2 separate regions of the Anas platyrhynchos genome follow, and region 1 is linked to region 2. The links are chromatin contacts, called in public Hi-C maps. All regions are on one chromosome and are shown on one strand. The core of a region is the stretch at or near the end of the contact, and the rest is flanking DNA. Distances in the headings are between cores, read along the strand shown. Region 1 has its middle 230 kb from the start of EVA1A. Region 2 holds the start of EVA1A (eva-1 homolog A, regulator of programmed cell death).

Region 1 (2,700 bases), core at 69-2,568, 230 kb after region 2:
ACTGCAGCGGTCCAAGGATTAGATTTAAAACAATCTGTCTGGAGATGATGGAAATGTCACAGGCAAGAAAGCATTTAGGAAAGTCAACCTCTAAAGACATGTCAACTTTTTGCAAAGTTTGGAAAGCCACTCTGTTTTGTCTAGCTCTTTCACCTCGAAAAACTTACTCAAAGACAAATGATTTCCTCCAGCAACCCTTCCCACATCCCCAGCCAGTGATTCCCCCATCCTGCTTTGGCCCTTTTCCTGCTGTGTGTGCGCTCCAGGGTATGAAACACAAGAAGTTCTGCAGAAGTTTAATAACTGAATACTGTCATCAACAGAACAAATGCAGTGTTGGGAATTCGAGAGTATGGAAGTCAATAACATTATCAACACAGGAGATATTTTGTGTTTATGCCTAGTTTTCAAACGAATAGTAGGCATCTGAGTTTGGCTGCACTTGTGCATTCCAAAGGTTGTTACTGAGTTATCCTTCTGTTAGTGGGCTGCGACATCAGTCATCCTCAGAGCCCCAACTTGTTTGTTGGCTGCCCTTAAATTGCTGTGAGGAGTAGTGTATCCATGTGTCAGTTCTTCCTGCAGCCCTCTCCCCGTGGCAATGTCCCTGCTCTGCCATGGCCTTCCAGGAAAGACCCAGAATAAGAACAAGGAGAAGCACAGGTCAGGCAGGGGGAAGCCATGCATGGGGAAGCTCAGGGCACTTCAGTCCCCACTGACAGCCAAAACGAGCCTCTACCTGGCAAAATGCACTTTGCCAAGATCCTCTCAGTAGAACCACGATGGTGAAGTTGGCATCTCCCATGTCCATGATGCCCAAGACATCACAAAGGGCCGATGAGGAGGACTTCTCTGCATCAGAGGGGACAAAGTCACATTTGCATGGCAGCACCCCAGCCTTCATCCTTCAATTAATTATTTTATTTTTTATTTTATGTTATTTTGTGGGATTTTATTTTATTTTATTTTATGTTATTTTGTGGGATTTTATTTTATTTTATTTTATTTTATTTTATTTTATTTTATTTTATTTTATTTTATTTTATTTTATTTTATTTTATTTTATTTTATTTTATTTTATTTATTTCATTTCATTTCATTTCATTTATTATTTATTTTGCCAGTAAGAGCCTCCAAAACTTCTGGGTAAAATGGAGCAATACTAGAGACACACAAAAAACCTTAAAACGTCCTTGAGTAGACCAGAGAGAACAGGGAAATCGGAAGGATCCGGAGGTTCCCCCCTCATCGTACAGTTATCACCAGTTATATCTGATACGGTGGTGAAAAATTGCACCGATGTAGTGAGGTTGTACCGCCACACGATGGCATGCTCCCTCTTCAGCAGGGGTTGGGCTGGCGTGTTGCAGCAAGGGTGCTGGACGTATCCTTCCCCCGGTCCAGCAGCCCTGAGCATTCACCTGTCTCTTGAAAAGCAAGGATGAACTTTTGGAAGACACAGGAGGCTGCTAATTCTCATCAGAACTTACTGCTCCGTTTAAACAGGACTTCAGAGGATGGCAGAGACTCCAGCTGGAAGAAACTACTGAAAACCACAGAAATACTGCTGAGCTGGCATGAAACACGTTGGTGTATCTGTACAGTCACATCCTTCTAGCACCTGCTAGTCAATGATAGGTTAAGTATTAGGAGAATTATGAATACACTCATTCCAATCCTACATTCATTTGTTTTGGTTTCATTCTCCTATAATCCTGCTGACACAGGCAAAAGAATGTCTTTTGAACATGTATTACATAGTGCTTTGCACAAAGGATTTTTGGCTAGTTTGGTCCCACTGCATTGTATGTGCTAAAGGAAAAGACAGAAGCTGAAGCACAAGCTACTAAAGGATATTGTAAAAGTTTTGATGCTGCAAACAGCACTGATATGTCCTATCTGCCTGTGGGGTGGGAAGATGATTTACAGATAATCTTATCTATCACTTTATTTTGGGATGGTGCAAAAACTCAACTCCATGTGCTCAGGATTAGAGCTGGCTTATATATATATATAATGAGAAAATGCAGATTCATCAATACAAAAACTTTCTATAGGAACATATCCGTTCCACTACATTCAAAAAAAAGTACATCAAAGTACTTTGAAGTACCAGTGTTCTCAATTCCAGCCCAATGTTCTTGAAATGGAACACTGTAATTTTTTGTTTGTTTTCCTCCCTGTTTCAAAATGGTTTGCTTCTAAATAGATTTCATTTAGTGGTTATGTTCTAGATTTTAACAATAGCACCTGATTATCTGGAGAGCAAGTCCTATGAGGAGCGGCTGAAGGAGCTGGGCTTGTTCAGCCTAGAGAAGAGGAGGCTCAGGGGTGACCTTATTGCTCTGTGTAAGTACATTAAGGGAGGCTGTAGCGAGGTGGGGGTTGGCCTGTTCTCCCATGTGCCTGGTGACAGGACGAGGGGGAATGGGCTAAAGTTACGCCAGGGGAGTTTTAGGTTAGATGTTAGGAAGAATTTCTTTACTGAAAGGGTTGTTAGGCACTGGAACGGGCTGCCCAGGGAGGTGGTGGAGTCACCATCCCTGGAAGTCTTCAAAAGACGTTTAGATGTAGAGCTTAGGGATATGGTTTAGTGGGGACTGTTAGTGTTAGGTTAGAGGTTGGACTCGATGATCTTGAGGTCTCTTCCAACCTAGAAATTCTGTGATTCTGTGATTCTGTGATCTTTCTAGGTAGACT
Region 2 (2,700 bases), core at 57-2,556:
TCGTCTGAGAACAGCCGAAACATTGTTTGAAACTTCAGCATAAGAAGCTCTTTACAAGGGCACTCAGCTCTGAAAAAAAAAATAAAAAAATAGAGGTGTTTGGGCTGAAGCCCCTTATGCTTTTCAGTTCTGAGGTGAAAGTTTGGCTTATTTCCATGTGGATGAGCAGGACAGAAGAGTAAAAACCAGTTGTGGCTTTTCCTTGGATGTTCCCACTCTGGTTATTTTTGGTGTGGAGAAGGTGCAGCTTTGTCCAGAAGCTGTGTGCCTGCCTCCCCCTTTCCTGGCAACCCCACACTGTGCTGCTCTGTGGGTTTGGGTGTGTACCCCCAGACTGCTAAGGGCTGTTGGCTTTGCCTGTCAAAACCATCTGCATGTTCTCTGCACCATCATTCTGCTCTAGCCTAGATATATCAGTTATGTCCATTATTTATACACAAAGCCTGAAATGCTGCTAATGCTGATGAGCAAGGCCAGGATCTCTCTCCTGTACCCAAGGAGTACATGTGTATGGATGTATGTGTGTAGATTGTGTGTATGGATGGAGATCAGGTAAAATAAAGTACTGAATGTGCTTCCAGGTGATCTGAAGCCTTCTTTTGGCTCTGAAGTGTGAGCAGAGCTTGGGTGAGCAGCTAAGCCCGTGCTGTTTGGAGGTTAAAGCAATGGCTATAGCAGGAGACAGGTCTCCTGGTCTGAAAAGGTTATGAACTGCATGAAAATCCTCTGTTGAGCTTGGTGGAGGGAAGAAGTGTGCAGGGGGATAGATGAAGACTGGCCTGTCTGGCTGCTTTCAAAAGGAAGGAGGATTTTGGGTGTGTGGACTGACACCAGCCCCAGTCCGGCACAGATCCAGGAGGGTTTGATCCCAGTGATACTAGTCCAAAATCTCTTCCACTGTGAGATCAGCTGTAAGGCTGGGCATTGCTGAAGAGTTGTCCTGTCACCGGTCTGGCAGGACACCACTTCTCACCCTGACTGCAGCAGCAAGTGCCCATCCTTCCAAAAATCTACGCAAATTCAGATGCTTTGTCCCGGGCTCCCTCCTTTGAAAACACTGCCCATCCTTCTGTCCGTCTGCACCAGAGAGGAAAGATCCCAGGGTGCCTGAAATAACAGCGACTTCTCTAAAACAACCCCCCAAGGAATCCCCCTAGCTTTTTCACCCCCCTGCCCTGCCGCTGCTGGACAGCTGCACGCGAGGAGCCCGCAGCAAATTTGGGCGAAAAAGCGATGGCTTTTAGGACCCTGGGACCTCCGCCAAGGCTCAGGTAGGTCTGTCTCATTCGTCAGCCTCACTCAGTCGGATTCATTCACTCCAAGGGATGTGTGTGTGTGTGTGTGAGTGGTTTTCCTTCCTGGCTGCTGGCTGCGATCCTTCCAAGCTATGGGACTAAGAGTTTTCTCCGGGCGATGAGTGTCGGGCTGGGGCAGAGAGCGCTTTCCTTCTCTCTGGAAGAAAACAAGCCGTGAGGATACCTAAGGATGTGCTGCCCAGATGTGTTTCCTACCTCTGCCTTTCTCATGGGACTGATGTGCTTGACAGCTTGCAGCAACTTTGCTAGGACTTCGGCAGACTTCTCAGGTAGGGGAGAAGTGCTGACCCAGCCGGGAGCTCTTGTTACGGTGTGCGGGGACGGCACAAGGAAAGTGGACGGGAGCAGATCTGGGAGAGTTACACAGGGAGTGATTTTAATCCTTTTAAAGTAATCTGATGGAAAGGATCCTTCTGTAAGAGGATTTTGAGTTTGTTAAAAGCCTGCCTCAATAACCCTGAGCAAAACTGTTTCAGTGGAGTAGGCTCTGAGTAACTTTGGGAACAAGGATGGGAAATGTTTTAACTTCTGTTTGTAGCTGGGTTTGTGCTGCCTTTCTCTGAGGAGTGAGTGAAAGGAGCTAGGTTAGGAGACTGGGATGGCTGAGGATGTAAGAGAAAGCTAACACAGAAATTTAAAGTGTTTTGCAATGGGCCAGATTCCTTTGCTCTTATATACATCTCCTGACTGTTTCAGAAATCCCAAACTCAGATAAAGGAAGCATTAGGTGCACATTATGAATTATACTCAGCCTATGATTGCTTAAAGCAGGATAAGATGTGTCTCATTTCTAAATATGTTGTAAAATAGGAAACTAAAACTATTCACAGCACTTGTTTTGAGTTGTGCACAGCACTTAAATACACAGTGCTTTGAAGGTGGGGAGTCCTGTATAAGTTTTATAACTATGTGCAGCTGCTTTAGCTACTTTAAAATTAGCTTTCTGCATCTGTTCTTTGTGGATGTGTGTATGAGTCAATGAAAACATACCAGGTCTCCGTTTGCAGTTGAGCAGGGTGATTATTTTGCTCAGGAATGGCTACTGGGGTCGCTTTGCTTTTGGGATATCTGCCCTAACTTTGTGACCTAATGTGAAGTCTAGCCTGGCATGTCCTTTAGGTGAGTGTTGCAAAAGGAGCAGATAAGAGCTGCCAATTGCAGTTTGCTAATGGAAAAAGTGTCATTAGCAAGAGCTGAATCTCACTGGTTTCAACACATCACAACACTGCTGCTTGCTTCCTGGGAGTGCGTGTGTCTGTGTGCTGTGAGATTTGTGTTAGAAAGGAGGAGCTTGTGGCAGAGGAGGGGGGGAAAGTATAGATAGTAGCTTGAAGTCTTTTAATGGGAAGCTGAGGGGGGCTGACTTGCTTGTGATTCAGTCTCC

What was found. A called contact is a pair of places that touch in the nucleus more often than the background predicts.
Region 1: a Hi-C map of liver shows a contact between it and region 2, with 2.5 times the contacts expected there. The contact joins the enhancer-like site here to the promoter of EVA1A in region 2. A contact is called at or near these places in 3 of 8 Hi-C or Micro-C datasets (F1 follicle, liver and subcutaneous adipose tissue).

What each region holds. Positions count from the first base shown.
Region 1 is chr3:113,871,388-113,874,087 of IASCAAS_PekinDuck_T2T, forward strand. No RefSeq gene overlaps it. Among named protein-coding and RNA genes, the nearest start is that of EVA1A, 230 kb to the left of the region's middle. Within about 2 kb of position 1,319, at least 1 of the 8 cell types and tissues checked has an H3K27ac peak or open chromatin away from gene starts, as enhancers often do. A contact at or near this core is called in F1 follicle, where this site is marked.
Region 2 is chr3:113,638,157-113,640,856 of IASCAAS_PekinDuck_T2T, forward strand. EVA1A (eva-1 homolog A, regulator of programmed cell death) reads left to right here and starts at 1,307. Exons shown (of 8, transcript XM_013093401.5): 1 at 1,307-1,585. The coding sequence starts at 1,486.